2 separate regions of the Mus musculus genome follow, and region 2 is linked to region 1. A link is a contact called in public HiChIP or PLAC-seq data. All regions are on one chromosome and are shown on one strand. The core of a region is the stretch at or near the end of the contact, and the rest is flanking DNA. Distances in the headings are between cores, read along the strand shown. Region 1 has its middle 56 kb from the start of Gm42341. Region 2 has its middle 240 kb from the start of Gm42341.

Region 1 (3,560 bases), core at 999-3,498:
CAGCCCCCACCACTTGCTCCACAAGTCCTCCAGCTGCTACCTGATCTCAAAAAGCTAAAAGGAAGCATTCCGTCACCTGCACCTGACTCTCATTTGCATTTAAATATGGTGAGGGTTTTTTTTTTTTTTTTTTTTTTTTTTGGTTAGGAGAAACATAATAATAAAACCAACAGTCAGCAGGCTTTCCATTCGCCTCAAATACTACCTGCTTTGAATCACAAAGCTTTGAACTACAAAGTCCTGCTTCTATCAAAACAGAATGCTTTAAACTTCAGTTGAGGCTCTCTGTTCTAGAGACCTCGGTTTGCAAGGCCTTCAAATTAACAATGAGACATCTAACATCTTTTCTATAGCTTTATTACTTAAAATATGTGTTTTTAATCAGCAGAAGCATGTCTGTGATTTTTTTTTTTACTTTACCACTGAACTAGCTTGAAGAGGCTTAGTTTTCAAAATTATACACTATGAAATTAGCACTGTATCTCGACAAGCAAACAATAGCCTTGTCTGGCTGTGCCAAGGGGTGACTTACATGGACCTTCTGCGAAGCTCACTGGGACTCTCTGGCTTAAATATTTTGGTCCGTCAAGGTGAAGGAGACCTTACTTGTGGCACTCAGGATTACAGAAGAAGGGTCCAGGAGGGCTTCAACCTCAGATACCTCAGATAAGGACAGCTGGAGTTGGCTTCCTCTCCCCTCCCAACCTGGTTCCATGAAGTTGGCTGCCCCACCATCAACCCTAGTAGGAATTTATTACCCTGACAGTTATCAGATGTCGCTTCTTGTTTGACCTTCTGAAGTTCACACACACACACACACACACACACAGCCCCCGAGTATGCAAATGAAGCATCTTTCAACACCCCTGTCCTGAAAAATTGTGCACAACTACACAAACCATGCCCCAGAAACCCTGGCCACCTCCCACAGGGGCATAAGTACCTCCTTATTCACCCAATAAACTGAGCCAGTTCTTCAAGGCTGTTCCCAGGTGTGTGTTCTTTACACACACACACTCACCACTGACCAAGATCCTGCCTGCACTCATCTTCCCCCAGCTAAGCTTCCCGGCCCTCTAGTCCAGCCTGGTGAGCAATGGGCCTGGCTACCCGAAGCGAGAGAAGCAGACCAGTATGGCAGCTGGCATTAACAGGGGTGCAGCCACACCATCAGGAAGATCAGCGTTAGCCATTTTAAACCATCTGCCTCAGGGCTGGGGAGATGGCTCAGTGGATAAAGTGCTTGCCAAAGAACCTACATGAAGGTAGAAGAACTGAACAGACTCTACACAGTTGTCCTCTGATGTCTCCGTACATGCCATCATCTGAATTTCCTTCCTCCGTCTCACCTACACATGATAATAACAAATAAACTGAACTTTAAAAAAAAGCCAGATACAATAGTGTGCTCATCTGTCATCTTAGTATGCTCCTACTGGGAGGTGGAAGGCAGAGACAGGAGAATCACCAATGCAATCTGGTATATACCATAATGAACAAGGAGACTCTGGTCTCAAAACAAGATGGAAGGCAGGAGGATGAAACCCAGGGTTGTCCTCTGACCTTGACAAGCCTACACACCATGTGTGCACTTTGCCCATGTGTGTGTGTGCGCGCACTGTTGGTATCAGGATCAGCTCCAAACCCAGTGACATCACTTCTTACATTCCCAGAATCCACTTGGCTCACCTCCCACCTTTACCTGCACATGGCTACATCACTATCCAAATAAAAGGCAGACCCCTCTGACCTCTTTCTCTCCCCCATCTTCTTCTTCGCCGCCACCTTTGCCCTCTTCCCCCACAATAAACCTCTGCCACGTGGAACTGCTTTGGCCTGGTGTGGTCTGTCCAGACACTAGCCGCACTTCTAACACAATACCACATACACACACACAAACACACACACACACACACACACACACACACATCTCAAAGTCAAAGCCATCCTAGAACATACATTTTATATTAACATTGAGGAAAAATAAAGTTGAAAATAAATAAAAAGCCACAGGACAATTTTTTGTGTTGAATTTGTTACCTGGCCCATTATTCAAACAGGAGTTTATTAGGTTACAAAACACTATTCTTTGTAGAGCACCCTTCGCTTCAGGGGGTCACCTACAAGATGTGTAATTACAGACAGCTCTGGAGCAGTTGGAATCTGAAACCTGGATCTGATCACTCAGCACATGGACGAGGGCCACAGAACTTGCTGTTCGTCTTTTCAGTCCCAGCCAGCTGCACGGCCAACTTTATTTGCATGTATTTGGTCAGAAAATTGATCATTGTGTACCATAAAGACATCATTCATTTCCTATTACCATTGAACCCCAGAGCATTGCGCTCAGAACTTGCCAGGAATTTCAAATGGCAGGTGGCGAGAATATACTTTTCTAAGATTAATCATATACCCCAAATTCAGTGATTACAGCTCATTAAAGAGCAGATTTCCTGTTAATGAATGCTTAGTGCCAGGATTCAGCCCACAGAAGTTGCAGACCCAAGGGCTGGGGAGTTAGGTCAGCCAATAATGTGCTTGCCTTGCAATCATGAGGACAGGAGTTCACATACCCAGAACCTAATTATAAAAAGCTAGGTATGTGGCTATGCATAGGCATAGTGGAGTGTTCTTGTGATCTCAATGCTGGGAAGTGAAGCTTCCTGGAGCTTACCAGCCAGCCTAGCCTAGGCCAGTCTGAGCCTCCAGACCAAGGAAGGACCCTGCCTCAAAAGAAAATTAGGTAGATGACTCCTGAGGAATGGAACCCAAAGTGAACTTGCGTAACACACACACACACACACACACACACACACACACACACACTACAGACTCACAATGAAGGTGGATGGGAAATCCTCCCAAAGAGAAACTCTTAGCCAGGGGTTGCCTGGAGACCCTCACTCTTGTGCTCCTTCTAACATATTCAGAGACAACCCTTCCTTATGCTATGTATAGTTCTTGCTTTGTTCCCACTAAAGCTTTACATGGAAAAGTGATTGTGAGACTCCATGTAATTTCTGAAGCTCTGCTTACCCACTTCCTGCTCATTGCCTGCATACTTGCTAGAAGCTGTTTGAAGTGGAAACCTAAGGGTTCTTTGGAAAGTCCGTTGTGTTGGATGGTGTTTTGCTGAAGGAACGTTTCACTGAAGCAGACACAGGTGAAACGGTGTTCTGCTAAAGCAAGCACCTGATAGGACACGTGATGAAGGATGTATTGGTTCACCTTACATTGAATAGTTGAGCTGAATTTGTCAGGACTCTACAGAGAGAAATGCACTACAAAGCTTCTGGTGGTGTGCCAAGACGTTTGGCAGCTTCTGAAGACTCAGGCTGATTGGCAGAGTGATGTCAGCTGAGACAGATACACATGCTGAGGCAAGACCTGTGGAGGACACATGATGTTGGAGAGAGTATAGAAAGGACTTGATGGTTGGTGAAGAGGCTGAACTTGGCTTTCTTGCATAGCTAAATACTTGTTGGTCTCTCATCTATGCTGATCTTTGTTTCACTGTGAGAGGAACAGCCTAGAACTTTCCCTGGTGTTCTTGTTGACCC
Region 2 (3,981 bases), core at 280-2,779, 190 kb before region 1:
TTCCTGGGTAGACACCTGTGGTCTTCAACACCTGTATGTGTGGCTTTATGACCCGCTGTTCCTCCCATCCCTCTGCAATGTGGTTATGTTGGACCATGTGACACTCACTGTGGCCCTTGGGGCCCTGGGAATGCAGTCTTGGAAGTGATAGAGACCCTTCACAGCTGCTAATATAAGAATGAGTTTGTGCATTGTTCTCTAAGAAAGGAATCTGCACATTCACTATGGTTTGTTCTGAGGGAACCTGAGCACAACCAGGAAGCAGAAGGGTGTGAATGCTGACTTTATGTAGTCTAGGACCTAAGGCCAGGGATAATGCCACCCTTCTTTAGGGGAGTGCTTCCTCACAGTCCCTCACAAGCACACCCAGAAGCTAACCTCATCAGAACAATCCCTCACAGGTTTGCCTGAAGGCTTGCCTCCTGTCAAGTTGACAGCCAACACAAACAGTCACAGGAGGACACAGGAGTAATACGAGGTGGCCTTGGTGTTCTGGAACCCTTGCCCTTTGACACAGAGAGATGAGACCATCAGGGAAAAGAGCAAGACCATAAATCTAAGAGACAAGACAGACCATGTGATCGGAAGGTCAAGGCTAACCATTGGACTGGCTGACTGCCTGTGTTTGCCCTCCTGCTAGAATCCTCTGGCTGAAGAATGGAGGAAGACCGACCCTTAGGATGCTAACCCACCGTCTTCTTAGACTGCTGGCTTTCTGGATAAGACAGAGTTTAAAGATTCAGTTCCTGGTTTTTAATTCAGGTGGCTCAGACCCAGCTATAACGCTTCATGAACTGTCTTCCTCGCCCCATCCCCTGGCCACACTCTTCACACCCTTTGGGTCTTAGCTTCCCGATCACAGGGACCGAGAAGTCGTCTCATCTCCTCCAGAGCTGGAGGAGGCTGATGTGGCTGGCCAGCCAGTCTAGCCTAAGAGAGACTCTGCTGGGGGAACTAAGGTGGAGTGTGATCAGGGAGGGTACCGGCATCCTACTCTAGTTTTCCTAGACACAAGTACTACAATACAGAACAAATAATGGAAGGCAGATCTCTTCTACTGAATTACAAGATCTTGAAGGATGGGCTGCATGCTTTTCACCTGTCCCCTGAGCTTCAGCAAGTGTCTGGCATGGAACAGACATGCAGGAGTGTTGTTCACTGGAACCAGTTTTAAGGTGCTCCATTGCTCCACAGACAACAGTGCCTGCATCTCCCTCCCAGGAGGCAGGTCGGGATCATACTTTGGATGCTGCGGCGAATAGACTCAGACTGTTTCCAAACAGTGATCTTCCCATTTTCCAAAATGTTCTATCTCCCAGGAGTTGGAACTGAACTCCATTTGTGCCATGTCATCTCACACAACCGCCCCCCCCCTCCCCAAGTGACCTGTTATCTTTAGAACGTGCTGTAAGCCACGTGGACCTTTCCATTCGTTTCATTTTAGAAACACAGCCAAGCACATACATCTCATTTTAGATGGATCCTGGCAAGCTGACTTCCTGTTCCCATTCAATCAATCATCCCCCATCTTTGGCAGGAAGGAGAGCATGCAGTTTCACACGTGCCAACCCCAACATATTTCTAATTCCATCATGGCTGGGTGGGTGCCTCCTCTGCCGTAGGATTTTAAGATGCTTAAAAAAAAATGTGTGTGTAAGAGTATTTCACAGCCAGATCTAGGAACTCACAGACTGGGTGGTGACAGAAATAAGGCCAGAGTTCTCTGTGGTAGAAGGAAAGAGGCCACACTACCAGAAAGTGTTGCCAAAGCTTAAAGCACTGGGGTGCTGGGTACCAAGGTGTTAGTGGTAACTTAAGAGTAAAATGGACCGAAGTGGCTCACAGTGAAAACAAGAAGAAGGACTAGGTGCTCCTAAATATATTCCAGGGACCAAGAGAGCTCGAGAAAGGGTGAGCTGACAGCCTTTGGTATTGGTAAGGGTCCACTTAGTCATTTCAAAACCTTAAGGCACTGTGACAGCCAGTTTTCCTTGTGATGTTGCAATGATCACTGGTAAGTATACATTCATGTCTTGAGGGCCTTGATGTGTATCCAAGCTGTGTGCCTGAGCACACATGTGTTTAATCTTGTCTCCTGTCAGTTCCTTAGTAATTCTGAGGTCTCTGTAGATGGTCCCCTGCCTTCATAACTTAACTCCACCCCTTGTCATTAGTCCTTTACTGAAATCAATAGCATCCTTCCTGAGAAGCCGAGAGGGACTATGACCTTTGGTTTATTTCTTCAAGCTCTGATTTATCGTTTCCCCATTTCTTCTTAGAACAGACTAAGAACTCCCCTTTTCTGCCTGGGCTGTCCAGCAGGGAGCAGGAAGTACGGACTCTAAGGCATAGCTGCGATTGGAAGGCAGTGGGCAGAGACTCAACTCTGCAGTGCTAGCTTCTCCTCCAGGACCTGCTTCTCAGATGCTGTTCCTTATTAAAAAAGGATTCAAGCACAGAATAGCCTCTGTGTTAAGATTGTATTTAAGAGTCACTTCATTATTTATGTGAATGGTAGCTTCAGAAGTATGTTGCACGAGCAAGAAGCATTCCCCCCTCCTTCGCTTAACCTATGTTAATCTCCTTTTTTTTCACAGTCCAATTTGCTCCCCTTCTGTTCTGTTCTCAGCTGGCTCCTGGTGCTTCACTACAGATACCAAACTAGTAGAGCAATAATCTGTTATTATTAATAAGTGGCTCCGTGGGCAAGATGCAAGCAAATCGTATTCATTGCATCTGTAGTACTATGCAAATTCACTGGTTTTGGAAACTGCATTCATCAGCAGGGTGGCTTTTGTGTATCTGCTAGGCCTCTAGCTCCCTGCAGCAGCTACATGTTTCTTGTCACGTGTGAAGTCCAGTCTTCCAGAGCTCAGATATGACTTCTAGGTATGTGTTTAACCTGTCTCTGAGCTGGGGTGATGGCTCATTTGGTAAAATGTCATGCAAGCAAGAGCACCTGAGTTTGGATCCCAGCACCCATGTAGAAAAGATGGTGCATACCTATAATCCCAGCATTGGAGATGCTAGAGACAGGAGGACTTTTGGGGTTTGCTGGCTAGCCAGTCACAATGAATTGGCAAGCTCTGGCTTCGGTGAGAGACTCCTCCTCAAGAAATAAGGCAAGAGAGGCAATTTGGAAAATACACAATGCCAACACCTGGCCTTCACATATGTGTGTACTGACATGTACATATGTATACATATGCATACTCAAATAAGCATGTACACACATAGACACACAAACCCATACAGACACAGATGGACACACAGGGGCATGGTGCATTTCAACTGTTAGGGTCTACAGTCCAGGCCATGGTAGAATTATCAGTCCACATACATGACTTACTTTAGATGCATTTGTGTGTTTAAAAATTTAGGCTCGAGTTGTGTAACATACACACACAGACATACCACACACAGACAGACAGACAGACACGCGTGTGCACGCACGCGCGCGCACACACACACACACACACACGTGAGCACAGACACACCACACATAGGCACACAGGCACACCACACACAGACATATGTACCCATACACATGCGCACACACACACCACACACAGATATACAGGCACTCACACATGCACACACACATACATACACACCACACAGAGACATACATGGACATACATGCACACACACACACACACACACACACACACACACACACACCATATAGACACATGCACACACACATAGGGACACACACACCACACAGACACACACAGAGGCACACATGCACACAGATACACACTGATATACACACACCCATAGACATACATGCACACACATGCACATTCACACCCAGCTGGTATGCTTTGTCTGTGAGCACCAGTCCTGAGCCTACTTGTGTAGGACTTGGGGTTCACAACATGCTCTGGGTTAACTGGATCTGTGTGCCATTTTGATCTGGTTGGCCAGTCTGCCACATGGATCTGTTTTTCTTAGGGGTTTGCTTATTTGCATGGTTTA

What was found. HiChIP or PLAC-seq counts read pairs in DNA pulled down with a chosen protein or histone mark.
Region 2: a contact with region 1 is called in an H3K27ac HiChIP or PLAC-seq map of VIP interneurons, with 3 times the contacts expected there. The contact joins two enhancer-like sites. A contact is called at or near these places in 3 of 484 Hi-C or Micro-C datasets (cerebellar granule neurons, cerebral cortex and nephron progenitors) and 1 of 115 datasets of contacts at active chromatin or transcription factors (VIP interneurons).

The regions. Positions count from the first base shown.
Region 1 is chr4:142,701,554-142,705,113 of GRCm38.p6, reverse strand. No RefSeq gene overlaps it. Among named protein-coding and RNA genes, the nearest start is that of Gm42341, 56 kb to the right of the region's middle. Within about 2 kb of position 2,248, at least 7 of the 459 cell types and tissues checked have an H3K27ac peak or open chromatin away from gene starts, as enhancers often do. A contact at or near this core is called in VIP interneurons, where this site is marked.
Region 2 is chr4:142,885,634-142,889,614 of GRCm38.p6, reverse strand. No RefSeq gene overlaps it. Among named protein-coding and RNA genes, the nearest start is that of Gm42341, 240 kb to the right of the region's middle. Within about 2 kb of position 1,529, at least 11 of the 459 cell types and tissues checked have an H3K27ac peak or open chromatin away from gene starts, as enhancers often do. A contact at or near this core is called in VIP interneurons, where this site is marked.